Regions from separate parts of the Mus musculus genome. Here region 2 is linked to region 1. The links are chromatin contacts, called in public Hi-C maps. All regions are on one chromosome and are shown on one strand. Each heading gives the region's core, a stretch centred on a gene start, on an enhancer-like site or on the middle of the called end of the contact. The rest is flanking DNA. Distances are from core to core; before and after follow the strand shown.

Region 1 (6,351 bases), core at 2,275-4,774:
CTAGGCTTCCTAGGTACCCCACAGATCTCACCACATCTCCCTTGTCCCATCAGGTGAGAAGCCCTGGCCTCCCTGGGCCCCAGCACAGTGCTGGGGACACACTGGGACACTGATAGCTGATCCAGCCTGGCCAGGACTCAGGAAGGGCTTTCTCAAGTGGGGTTACCTTCAGCGAGCAGACCCAACAGACATGAGCCTGTCAGATCTAGGGCTGAGCAGAGGTTTCCAAGTGAGGGAGGAAACCGGCTTGGCCTCATGCACCCTCTGGGGTGGAGGACAGGCTGACCTTTTGGACGACCTCTTGGGCTGCTGAGTGGGAAAGGCTAGAGAGGCTGGGAAACACAAGAGGCTGGGTAGACAAGCTGGTGTCAGGCCCATGTGGGCAGCAGTGGAACACGCCTCCACAGCAACAGGCACCTCAAGTTCTGCCAGTCCTTTCTCCTCTGCCCTTCAGCCTATGTGTTTGCTGCAAGGTCCCTCCTCTCCCTATGGGCCTCCTCTTTACAGGATCATCCTTGCCTGCATCGGCCTCTCAGGGATGGGGGAGGTGGGCTTTCTTCTTGCTCAATAAAGACTTCCTGATTGACACACTCACATGGCCAGTGGTGTTTGGGGAAGGGCTTCAGAGGCAGCTCCTGGGATCGCCTCTCAGCCCAGTTGACCCTGATACTGACACCCACTCCCAGGAGCTAGACCTCAAGCAAGGCCTGCTCCATGCTTTCTTCAGTGTGACATCTTTCCACAACCTGTGGGCACTTGGCTTGGGTTGGCCCTCACCCCACTCTTACCCCTCCCTTCCCTGTTACTTTCATGAGCGTCCCTCATCGTATCTGCTCTACACCATCAGACCCTAATGACTGGTCAGCTCTCTGGCAGAGACCTGCCTCCCTCTCCTGGGGATTGATTCTAGGGGTACTGGCAGCACTTCCTCCCTCACCTTAGTGGGTTATAGCCATTCTTACGTTAGGGCAGGCCCCAGGGTGTGGCAGCATACTCTGCCAGAAGAGCCTATGTCCTCCAGATTGGTCCAGCGTGCATTATCCTGGGGTTGAATACACCTATCTCAGTCTTCTAGGGGCAGAGTCATTGAGTAGCCTCATAAAGGGTCTTTTGTGATAAAGATGGAGAAGCTTGGTGGGGGGGGGGTCCCACTTAATGGGGACATCCAGGCAGAGAGGATAGGCCACTCTCCGCCTCCTCACAGCCACCAACCTGTGTTTTGCGGAGCGGAATGTGTACACGTCGGAAGTGCTAGCTGTGGTGATGCAGCAGCTGATGGAGCAAAGCCCTCTGCCCATGCTGCTCATGCGGACCGTCATCCAGTCCCTCACCATGTACCCCCGCCTGGGGGGCTTCGTCATGAACATCCTGGCCCGACTCATCATGAAGCAGGTAACCTGCCCTGGCCCCAGGCAGTCAGCCACAGTGGGACAAACCTCAGGTGCCTGGAAGGCAGGGTCCATCTGTGGAGCGACTGTCCTGCTTGCAGTGTGCCCTCACCACTCCCTCCAGCTGGTTGCAGGGTGACACTGAGAACAGTTGGGGATGTGAGAGGTGTGTATGCCTCTTTACCCCACTCCTGGGCACTGCAGGACACACAGCTCAGCTGAAAGCATCCTGTCTTTAACAAGACTAGAATTAGGAATGAGTTGTTTTGGTAAGAGTCTTGCTATGTAGCCCAGAATAACCATGACTCAAATTTGTAATGATCCTCTTGCCTGCTGGGATTGCAAGCCTGCTGCACCAGCTCTTAGACTGGAAATGGTAATTGAATCCGTCCTCCATGCCAAAGCTGGAGTCAGAGCACAGGCTGTCCCTAGGCAGCATCTGGCTAAGGTCCCATCCTCCAGCCTATTGAGTGTGGCCACGAAGTGGTGCTGTCCTAGCATATGATGATGTGCTAACCTAGGGATTGGAGGCGGGGCCCCTTTCCTGTATCGTGTCCTGGTAGTTTGCTGTGAGGAACTCAAATTCCTGGGTAGGCAGGTGTATGAACCCTGGAGTAAGATTTCAAGTGACAGCATATGGGTCCTGGGTCATGGCGGTGTCTTCAGGAAGGAGGTGGCTGGTTGGACCTGTGCCTAACGGCCCCCCTCCTGCCCCACAGGTATGGAAGTACCCCAAGGTATGGGAGGGCTTCATCAAGTGCTGCCAGCGCACCAAGCCACAGAGTTTCCAGGTCATCCTGCAGCTACCTCCACAGCAGCTTGGCGCAGTCTTTGACAAGTGCCCTGAGCTCCGGGAGCCACTGTTGGCCCATGTGCGCTCCTTCACTCCCCACCAGGTAACTGGGTGTGGTAGAGTGGAGCCGAGTGAGCAGGAAAGCTCTGGAAGGTTTGGTTCTATGTTATGGGGTTCTGAGAGGTGCCTTTCCCTTCACCTAGCAAGCACACATCCCCAACTCCATCATGACCATCCTGGAGGCCACTGGAAAGCAGGAGCCCGAAGTCAAGGAAGCACCTTCAGGGCCCCTGGAAGAGGTGAGCGCAATGACGCCCACCTACCTGTGCCTCTCACCCCAAGACGTCCGCTCATTAAACCCACAGTCTCCCAAGATTTTGTCCCTGGTAAAGGAAAATGGCCGCCGACCCCACACACCTTTGCACCAGGATGGAAAGTCTATGCGATGTGCGCTCTTTGCTTTCAGCAGCGCTGAGTGCTCTGCTTTCTCTACCCTGATGCGTGGGTGGGGGTAGGATGCGGGTGTGTGTTAGGTGTACCCTTCCTGAGCTGAGTGCTTCTCCCACCCCAGGATGACCTGGAGCCCTTGGCTCTGGCTTTGGCCCCGGCTCCGGCCCCGGCCCCGGCCCCGGCCCCGGCCCCGGCCCCTGCCCCACGGCCCCCTCAGGACCTCATCGGCCTGCGATTGGCTCAGGAGAAGGCCCTGAAGAGGCAGCTGGAGGAGGAACAGAAGCAGAAGCCCACAGGCATCGGAGCGCCCGCTGCCTGTGTGTCCTCAACGCCCTCGGTGCCAGCAGCAGCCCGAGCTGGGCCCACCCCAGCTGAGGAGGTCATGGAATACCGGGAGGAGGGTCCCGAATGCGAGACCCCGGCCATCTTCATCAGCATGGACGACGACTCGGGGCTGGCTGAAACCACACTGCTGGACTCTAGTCTCGAGGGGCCCCTGCCTAAGGTAGGAATAGATTGCAGCAGAGCCCTGGGAATGGGTCTGAGTGGGTAACTAGCTCTTGACCCACTGCTTCTTGCCCTCTCCCGCCACCAGGAGGCAGCAGCAGTCGGGTCGAGCTCCAAGGATGAGCGGAGCCCCCAGAACCTCAGCCATGCTGTGGAAGAAGCCTTGAAGACCTCCAGCCCAGAAACCAGGGAACCCGAGAGCAAGGGGAACAGCTGACAGCTGCGGGAGTTTGGGGGGAGGGGAGGGGCGGGACGGGGCCTCCTGGAGCTTTGCCTTAACACAAATAAAAGAGGGCGTAGCTGCGCCAGGTTAGAAATCCTGAGGATGTGCCTGTGTTAGACTGCGCCTGCGCACACCGTTTCTCACCCTGAGGGCGCCCCGCGCTGGTAAAGTAACGGTAGGCAGGCAGGGTCCAGGATAGGGCAGCACACTTTTTCCGAGGCATGGGGGAACCACCGCCCAATCCTGACCCCTCTCAAACCCGGAGGGCTTCCCAAGGCTCAGAAAGGGCACGGAGTCAAGAGTACTCTCAGCCTCTGTTAACCATCCCAGAGGATGGGTTGAACCGACCACCTCCGCAGCGGGGCAGTCGGAGCAGTCAGGGCAGTCAGGACCTGCAGGGAACTGGTCTACCCCACTGGCCACAGAGGTCCAGCCTGGTCCCAGATGTTCAAGGTGATGAAGGCACCGAGTACCACCAGTCCATGCCCTTAGGCTACACGCCAGGCTTTCCCATGGAGTTCTCGCAACAGGGTTACCTGGATGATAGCAGGATGATGGAGCAGTTCCCACAGGGCCAGGACCTCTTAGAACAACTGGAGTCTACCTACCAAGGCTCGGCTTCTGGAATCCTGGGCCAGCTCAACTTGTATCCAAGAGAGGATGAGATATTCAGCCAGGACACACAGCACGGACCCTACCTGAGAGACGACCCCTCCCTCCACCTGAGGCCCTCTGACCTGGGCTTCATGCCCATTGTTGGAGAGGTACCTGACCCCGAGCCTCGTGAGCTGGCAATACAGAACGCCAAGGCCTACCTGCTGCGGACCAGCATGAGCTGCAACCTCAGCCTGTGAGAGGAGGTGGAGGGTGGAGAAGGCGGGCAGCTGACTGGGAAGGGCTCTAGCCAAGGCTGCCTCAGGTGTGGGGTCTCTGGATGTCTAAGTTAGCAGAGAGTTGGGGAAGGAATAGCAAGTGGAGCAGACACAGTGCCAACACACACCCCTAACATCTAGTCCCAGCCACTAAGCCTGTTTTTGCAGGAGACTGAACCAGAGAGGCTGGGTTATTTAAAATCACAAGCTAAGAAGGGGGAGGGCCAGTATTCTAGAGCAAGGCCTCTGGTTCCCAGGACCCTCTACTTGTCAGAGTCAATGAGCTGCAGCCACTGTCCCCCTCCTTCCATTCAGTGTGTTATAAAGAATGAACTGTGGATGTCAGATGTGGCATGGTCAGTGAAAAGGACTTAGGTGGCCAGGCAGGGGGAGGGACCTGGGATAGCACCTTGCACATAACAAGAGGTACAGTGATTGAGACTCAGGGCACAGCAAGGCCTTGGAAGGCTGCTGCTGTCTGGGACCACAGTGGGAAAGGAAGTTAGTGACGCAAGGCTGGCTAAAGCACATAGCCGATTCCATCCCTCCCCTGCTAAGAACCTGCTATGGCTCCCTAGTGCCTGGGAGAGAATATTCAGGAGGTGCGGCCCTGCCTGCTGTCAATATGCAATTTCTACTCATTACTTAGTTGTCTCTACCTCAGGCCCCAGACCCAGTCAAAATTAACCCATAGCATTTCGCCAATATATTCCCAGTCTTGAGAGCTTCAAGGTTCCTTCCTGAAGCACCCTGGCTAGTCTCACTTTTTTCTCCTGTTCTCACCTCTTTTAAGTCTCTGAGAGCATGTATGTATGTATGTGAATGTGTGTGCATGAGTGTGTGTGTGCGTGCATGTGTGTGTATGCATGTGTGTGCATGAGTGTGTGTGTGTGCATGTGTGTGTATGCATGTGTGTGCATGAGTGTGTGTGTGCGTGCATGTGTGTGTATGCATGTGTGTGTGTGTGTAAGCATACTTACTGCCTCTGGAGGCCAGAAAAAGGCATTTCTTCTGCATCTGAAGTCAGAGACCGTTGTGGGCTGCCTGACATAGGTGCTGGCAACTGAACTCTGGTTTTCTGCAAGAGTAGTAAGTACTCTTAGCCTCAGAGCTATCTTTCTAGCCTTTTACATTTTTTAGTTAGTGTGGATGAGTATTTTGCCTACATGGTTGTAAATGCACCACAGGCTTGCAGTGCCTTCAGAGGTTAGAGGATGGCCTTGGCTCCCCCAGGTCCTCTGCAGGGCAGCCTGTGTTCTTCTCCTCCAAGATATGTACTTCCATAATTTATTGTACAGTATTGGAGCTTAAACCTAGGGCATCCTGCAAGTTAGGTAAGCGCCTTAAAACCATTGAGCTACCCAGCCAGTCCCATCTCCTTACCTCTCCTACACTTGAGACCATTCACAGAGTTGGATTGGATGCAACAGAAAGCCTCATGTAAATGCTTTGCAATGAGGCCAGCCTGGCTTCACAGGCGCAGAGCCATGACCACAGGTTTCCTAAGCAGTAGCTCCCTCTTGTGGAGGGGTGTGTGTGTGTGTGTGCGCACGCACGCACGTGTGTAAAACGGTTGCAAGGATTCAGCAGTGCTCTCAAATGCTCACTGTGGTGCCTGAACTAAGTGGGTGGAAGCCGGTGGGACTATGACTCTCGTTTCCTTTCCATCCTCCGTCCTCCCTTTCCCCACTCCAGCTACACTAGAGCTCCATCTTTTCCCAGTATACCAGGCACACGCCCATCCTAGGACTTCCTGCAACCCCAAGCATTGTCTGTGAGCCTCAACAATGTTGCTTCTTCTATTCCAATACGTTTTCTCAATCTCTGCCTAATTGTATTGGCTGTGGCCACTTAAACAATATTAAGTAGAAGTCATAAAATCAGCGTTCTTGTTGAAGGCTGACTTGGGCTACACAGTGAGACCCTGTCACAGGGAAGGAAGGAAGTGAAGGCTTAGTTCTCATTCCTGGCTATAGGCAGCCATTTGTGTCTGTCATCCGAATGCCACTTGCACCAGATCAGGGACATTGTCTGTTCCCACCTGTGTGTCCCTAGCACTAGAAAAAGGGACAGGCACAAAACGTCAGGCTCAGTGCACTGACTGAGTGGTGTCCCCCA
Region 2 (6,351 bases), core at 1,987-4,486, 49 kb after region 1:
GGCAGGAGGGTCTGCCTTATAGGATGGGAAGGCTCAGCAGTGAGGCCACATGGCCTTGGGGTGCACATATATATAAACCTTTAAAAACCTGGGTAGCCTCACCCACCGGATGTACTGCTTCCGGTTCATCCTGCAGAACATGATGAAGCCATTAACACACTTTTTCTTCACCTGGCCAGGGCAGGCTTTTCTGCTGTCTTTGGGCTTCACGGGGCCCTGGCTTGCCTGGACCTTCTTGATCTTCTTGCTGGCTACTGGCAGGCCAGAAGACTGGCCAGTAGGTGTCCATGTGTAGTCTCTGTCCTCATCACTTGAGGTCTGTAATCCCTCAGGGTTGGCCTGCTGCAGGACAGAAGGCTGAGCAAGGGAGAAGACCCCTGTCCTCCTTGGGTAGGTGGCCACCCCTCTCACCTCCTCCTGTCCCCACAGAGACTCTGTGTCTGTGGACTCTGAGCTGGAGCCACAGTTAGACAGCACCTTGACATTCTCACTCAGCGACAGGTAGCAGTGGTCCAGTGAGACAGAGGACTGGAAGTTAGGTGGGCCTGTGGGGCCTTCAGAGGATACTTCCTGGATCACATAAGAAGACACTAACTATAAGATACTCAGGACGTTAGAAACAGCTTAGGTTAGACACCCTAGTCTGTCTCCACACCCCTGGAAACTCAGGAACCTTGGCTCTAATGTCCCAAGTAAGGGCCTTGTGGCATCAATGAAGAAACTGGGACTAGAGCAGAGTGCCTTAGCTGGAAGACACAGGTGTTCCCTCCCATCTGCACGGCCATAGCCTCAGCACCAGTCCCAGGTGATTAGTTCTCCCTCTCTCCTGCTCCCTCCTATGGCTAAGCTGGAAGCCAAAACAAAGTTGGAGGACACCAGTGGATTCTGTCTTTATGAGTTTCAGGCATCGTGAGGTCCAAGATGCAACGCAACTACCCACTTTGGGTAAACCCCATGCTCAGGGAATTGAGACTTATTTGCTCAGCTAAATTGATACACTCCTGTAATCCAAGCTCTCTGAAGGCTGAGGCAGGAGGACACTGAGGAAACCATGGGAGGTGAGAGAACCCATCCCCCACCCCCACCCACCCCACCCTGCTTGAAGAGCAGCTGTGATCTTAGGCAGACCTTTTCCAGGCCCCTCATGGGCAACAGTGAGCTCAAAGGTGGGTGGTGAGGACAGAGGTTGTAACTCTGGGAAAGATGAAGGTGTGGGGTGCACAGTCAGGGAGACAAGCCAGGAAGACAGAACCTACCTTCTCTTGTGGGCTCTCCACTTCACAGGTAGCAGGTGAAGACTCCAAGAGACCTGTGAGCAGAGCACTAGCAGGACTAGGCTTTCTGACTGCACCCAGACAGCCCCTGCCCTGCATTTCCATTGTCTCCCCTTTAGAATTTCCTAGCCTGTGTCCAAGTCTCATTCATAGGCCAGCTAAGGGCACAGTGACAGGTTTTTGGAGCCTCCCCCTCACTACATGACTTAGTAGTCCCTGCATTGTGAAGAGCTGTAGGCCCCTCAAGGCCCTCTGGGAGTCCACTGAGCTCAACTCAGGCCCAAGTATTTTTGGTGGGTGAGTATCCCCATGTTTTATGAATGAATGAGGCTCCTCCCATTCCAGTAGCCCACCTTCAGTCAGAAAGTAGGTGCCATCTTCTAGGACATGATCCGGCAGGATTTTGCTTGGGGAGCTGAAGAGGGAAGAGCTGACTCCTAAGATCTCATTCAGGTAGTCTGCCACATGCCAAGTATTGATCTGGGAAGACCCCAAAGCCAGCGGGCTCCCTGCAAAGGATCATGGCACTCAGGTATGCAGTCAACCCCCAATGTAGCAGCAAGCTTTGAGGAGATAGCGTCAGACACTGGGGAAAGGAGATTGCCATTCGGAGTCAAGGTGGTATAGAAAATTAAAAGGCACATTGCCTGGCAACACATCAACAACAAAAGAGGAAAAATCATCACAGTATGCCAGGGCCAGCAGATTGACCGTAGTGACCCAAAGCGACGTGTTTAAAAGGTTCTGCAGTAGCTGGCTCAAGGAAAAGCAGGGATTGATTAGCAATGCCTGGCATAGCAACCAGGGGCAAAATGACGCTAGGCATAGTGTTTTCCATCCCTGTGCTTAGCAGTTCCCCAGTCTTCTTCCTGCTTTTTTCTGCCATGGAAATCCTCTGGTGAGAAATGTTCAGAAGGCTCAAAGCCTACAAGGAGAGGACTTGTAATCACCATTGGGGCTGTCCTCGGAGGTCCAAACAGGAAGCCAGGGGTCAGAGTCTGGGGCTTCTTTGTCTGCCTCACTGGAAGTACACAAGAATAGCTTCTGCCTGCAAGAACTGGAATCAGAGGAAGACACAGAGCGCTGGACTGAGCTCACATGGCTAATTGCATGAAACTCCAGGGAATTCAATCAGCTTAGCTTCTGCCCCCACGGAGCTTCAAGGCTTGTGTGGAAAATGAACTGGTAAACAGATGCTGACAACAGAAGGGAGCCTGTTGGGGAGATTCTAAGGAAGACAAGAGGGCGAGTAGGAGAGTAGGTAGTTTCCCAAGTAAATCAGAAAGGCAGATACTCCAAGTAGAGGGACAAGGTCAGCAAGCTCAGAGCAGGTTGTGTGGGGACTGAAGAACATTTAGGCTGTTTAGTGGAAGACTGGTGGTAAAAGCAAGAAAGGGTGACATGGTGAGACAGGGTCACATTCTCCGATGCCAAGGAAGAGGTTTGGGCTCTACCTTGGGCCAGGGGTTTTCTAGCCCTACTGATCAGTCAAAGTCTATATTAGAGACACACTCAGCAGATAAGAACAGGCTGGGAGGGGACAAGAGGTATGGAAGATCAGCAGGTGACAACCACCAGTTTAGAAGGTGGGAAGCCAGACCTGCCCAGGAGCCTGCACCAGTCAGCATGAAGCCGGGCCCAGAGTGCCATTCAGAGAGCCCTGACAGAGAATGTGAAGCCACTTCTCATAGTCCGCTGATACAGTCCCAGCCAATGACACCCTGGGGTTTCCTTACCTGACACAGGGCTGTGCCCTGGTGAGGAAAAAGGACCTCTGAACCTTGATGTCAGCATTGGGCTCTCCACCCTGGACTTCTACAGCATGATCACCTGGAGGAGGGGGTGTCAGAGTAAGGTAACTATGCCTGAATGTGGGCCAGATTCCAGGGCTCCAAGACAGGGGGCAAGGAGAGGGACCAGGCATGGTGCCTGGGTGAAGCTGGAGTGCATGAGTCACCCCAACATTGACTCATATCTCTATCAGAAGCTGCCAGCAGATCAGATCTTTAACATGGTGTCACAATGCCATGACAATAAGATCTCATGATGGCACATAAGAGTTCTGGCCCTGTCCCCAGCCCTCTAAGTCTTTTACTGATTTACAACACCACTAGGCCAATGGGTTAGCCCAGTCACTGCCATATGAAATGGCATGTTTAGTGACAAGTCACATAGCTAGCAGAAATATGCTGCCTCTTCTGGGACCAGGGTATTCTAGCACCCCAGAAAGTCTGGATGGTCCTGGAGAAGTGGGGAATTGCATCACTGGAATGAGAATTTAGTCACTACTGTGTCACAAGCACCAATAGCTCATGGCCTGGCCTAGAGGGGGTACATGAACAACAGGGAAGCATGATGGAGAGGGACTGGGTGCTTGGCAGCCTTAGAGGGAGTTCAAAGCCAGGACTTACATTCCTGCCTGTTCTCCTGTCCTTGTGAGGCATTTCAACCCCTTCTCACCTCTGATACAGTGACAGACAAGGGACAGTCTGGCTTCAGAGAAGTCCAGTAGACATATGCTGCCCCATCCCCAGATTTGAGACCTGAGGTGTATACACAAAGGTGACCCCAATCTTGTCCCTCTCTTACAGAGCCTGACACAAGAAAGGGGAGCTGGGAATGAAAGCCCCATGATGTGATAGGCAGTGCCATCCCATTTGGTGATATATGCCTAGGTGATAAGACTGTCCAGAGCAGTCTGTGAAAGAGCACAAATAGACATGCACGTGTACACATGAGTGGGGGGTGGGGAGCAGAGAAAGAACACATGCAAATAAAAAAGGAACTTCCTTCTAAGGAAAGGCACCAACTTAGGATGTCATAGGCAAAGATGTTCTGAGCCATGTCCAAGAACACCAACTGGGCCCCTTGTCCATCGCCTTCAGACACAGATGGTTCAGTTGTGGGGTAGGTGCTAGGGCTGAGGACTCCTGGATAGGTGGCACATTCCTCATTTTCTTCCTTTAGGCCTGGATGTATGGTGTTAGGATTTTCAGCCTGGTCCAGAGCTAGAGAGCGTCGAGGATTATAGGGCCAGGATGGATGCTCTGAGAGAATAGAGACAGGAGTCAGGGGGCTTGGTAGAGGCACTGCAATGCCTCAGAATTTGGCTCAGATAGGGAATTCTTCTGCTCTGGGATGACACATCCCAGAGCATTGTTTGTCCTGGTGCTCCCAGAATCCCAGGTGTGCCCAGCTCTTCAAATAGAGCCCACCCTGTGTGCAAAATTCTGAGGTTTTAACAGCAAAGTGCAGTTGGTATAACATGCCACACCAGGCCACTTCCAAACACTTAGGAAGTCTCTAAGCACCTCAAATAATTGCAGTGTACAGTTGTGACTAGAGACTAGTGGTTAGGCAGGCCATAGTCCCACTTCACAGGTATGTGCACTGAGGGCCTCAAGGGGTTGGGAAGCGAGGGTGTGGTGAGGCTGGGCTAGAGCCAGGACTCTCAGACTCTACACCCCAATCCTGCTACCACCCTGCCTCCCGATGCCCTAGCTCAAGGAAAATATGATGACAGCAGCATCCTACTTGGGCCTTGCCAGTGCTTCTGATATAAGCACTGCTTGGCAGTATCTGCTCAGGCTTTTCTGTAACCTTGAGAGGGGCTGGACTGCCGCCTGTCTCAATGAGGAAGAAATGAAAGCCCATGAAGGCCTGGGAGTGGACTCAGACATAGATTGGTGGGGTCTGACGCAGTGTGTTTCTAGAGAAGGAGCCTACTCTGTAACAGTAGTTCCTGTGCTTCCATAGACCACACATACCTGACACTCGGGTAAACTTCTTCTTTCGAGGTTTTGAAGAGGTGCTCCAAAGGCTTGGCTTCTGAGAGCTGGAGGGAGTGGAGTGTTGCTGCTGTGTCTGGCCAGCAGATGGGTTCAAACCTGGCCCTAGGAGCGGAGAGTCACAGATTAGACCCCACTCCTGGTCTTGCACATCCTCCTCCTCCCAGACAAGGCTTTCCTACCCTGGGTAGGAGGGAAAGTTTTCAGGCAGACGTTACCAACAAGGGAACTGAGGTCTATTGCTGCACAGCCAAAAAGTCAAAGGATAGGGCAGGCAGCACTTAAAGGGTTAAGGCAGAAAGATTGCTGCAAGTTTGACACCTGTCTGGGCTATAAAGTAGGATTCTGCCTCAAAAGTAAAATAAATAAGGAAAAAATAAAAACAAAAGCAAATTAATGTGAAGGATGTTCCCAGGTGGAATCTTCTAGTACTTCTCATGTCCACCCCTCTGCTTTGCCCCACAGACCTCATATTTCTGCTCTGGCCTCTGTGCCCGCAGCCACTTACCATCTGAGTGTTTCACACCAATCACTGTATAGTGCTGGGTAGCTGTGAGCTGCAGCCCTCATGTTGTTTGTATTAACATCTCTGATTCCCATGACAAACACAGAAGGAAATTGCTGGTGGGGTCCTAAATTACAGATTTCGGGACTGAAGCCTGAGAGGCTATGGTCACAGCAGAGTCTGAATCAGGATCTGGCTTGGGAAGGGCATGCATCAACCCACTCAGTGCAGCATCTCCTCTAGTCACATCTGCTGTTTGCATATCCCTAAACACTCTATGTTTCCTCACACCCACATGCTCTTGCTCAGGGTGGTTCTGCAGTCTGGCAGGGTTTCCTTATGCTGTCCTTGAAGGCCAACCTTCTAGGCTTCCTCCTCCAAATTCCAAAACACAGGGTCTGTATTTTGCTTTGTTTCATTGAGACTGGGTCTTGCGCTGTAGGTTAGACTGGGCTGGATCTCATTGTGTATCCTAGGCTGACCTTGAGCTCAATGCAGTCTTCCTGCCCCAGCCTCTGAATGCTGAAGTAACAGGTATGAGCCATTATGTCTGGCTCTCCTACAACACCTCTCTCCTGTACACCTCTCTGATGTAATCCCCTTCCACAGGAAGGGGAAGGTAGCCAATTGGTTTCCCTGACAGTCAGGACAATGTGGCATAAAGGCATTGGAGGTGGAACTGCTTACCCACAAATCTACCTTTGCCATTGCTGCTGTGGAGCTTGAGCAAGGCCTTGGTCATGTCAATGTTTCTCTGGAGGTACTGGATGTAGTGCAGGACACG

What was found. Hi-C and Micro-C count contacts between places; a contact is called where the count stands out from the background.
Region 2: a contact with region 1 is called in a Hi-C map of bone marrow-derived macrophages, with 49 read pairs. The contact joins the enhancer-like site here to the promoter of Rsph6a in region 1. A contact is called at or near these places in 17 of 39 promoter capture datasets (the C10 cell line, cranial neural crest, embryonic stem cells and 9 more), 6 of 15 datasets of contacts at CTCF or cohesin (CD8 T cells, the G1E-ER4 cell line, the NIH/3T3 cell line and 2 more), 93 of 484 Hi-C or Micro-C datasets (the AML12 cell line, the AtT-20 cell line, B cells and 59 more), 13 of 115 datasets of contacts at active chromatin or transcription factors (bone marrow-derived dendritic cells, double positive thymocytes, embryonic fibroblasts and 5 more) and 3 of 9 other capture datasets (adipose tissue, liver and pancreatic islet).

Annotation. Positions count from the first base shown.
Region 1 is chr7:19,051,163-19,057,513 of GRCm38.p6, forward strand. Rsph6a (radial spoke head 6 homolog A (Chlamydomonas)) reads left to right here and starts at 3,525. Exons shown (of 6, transcript NM_031255.2): 1 at 3,525-4,211. The coding sequence starts at 3,583. It overlaps Sympk (symplekin), which reads left to right. Exons shown (of 27, transcript NM_026605.2): 23 at 1,205-1,392; 24 at 2,108-2,284; 25 at 2,385-2,480; 26 at 2,753-3,136; 27 at 3,227-3,460. The coding sequence ends at 3,355.
Region 2 is chr7:19,100,680-19,107,030 of GRCm38.p6, forward strand. Bhmg1 (basic helix-loop-helix and HMG-box containing 1) reads right to left here. Exons shown (of 13, transcript NM_001370811.1): 4 at 6,255-6,351; 5 at 5,042-5,167; 6 at 4,085-4,321; 7 at 3,011-3,104; 8 at 2,225-2,331; 9 at 1,628-1,783; 10 at 1,257-1,309; 11 at 107-570. Among named protein-coding and RNA genes, the nearest start is that of Six5, 9.3 kb to the left of the region's middle. Within about 2 kb of position 3,237, at least 6 of the 459 cell types and tissues checked have an H3K27ac peak or open chromatin away from gene starts, as enhancers often do. A contact at or near this core is called in bone marrow-derived macrophages and olfactory sensory neurons, where this site is marked.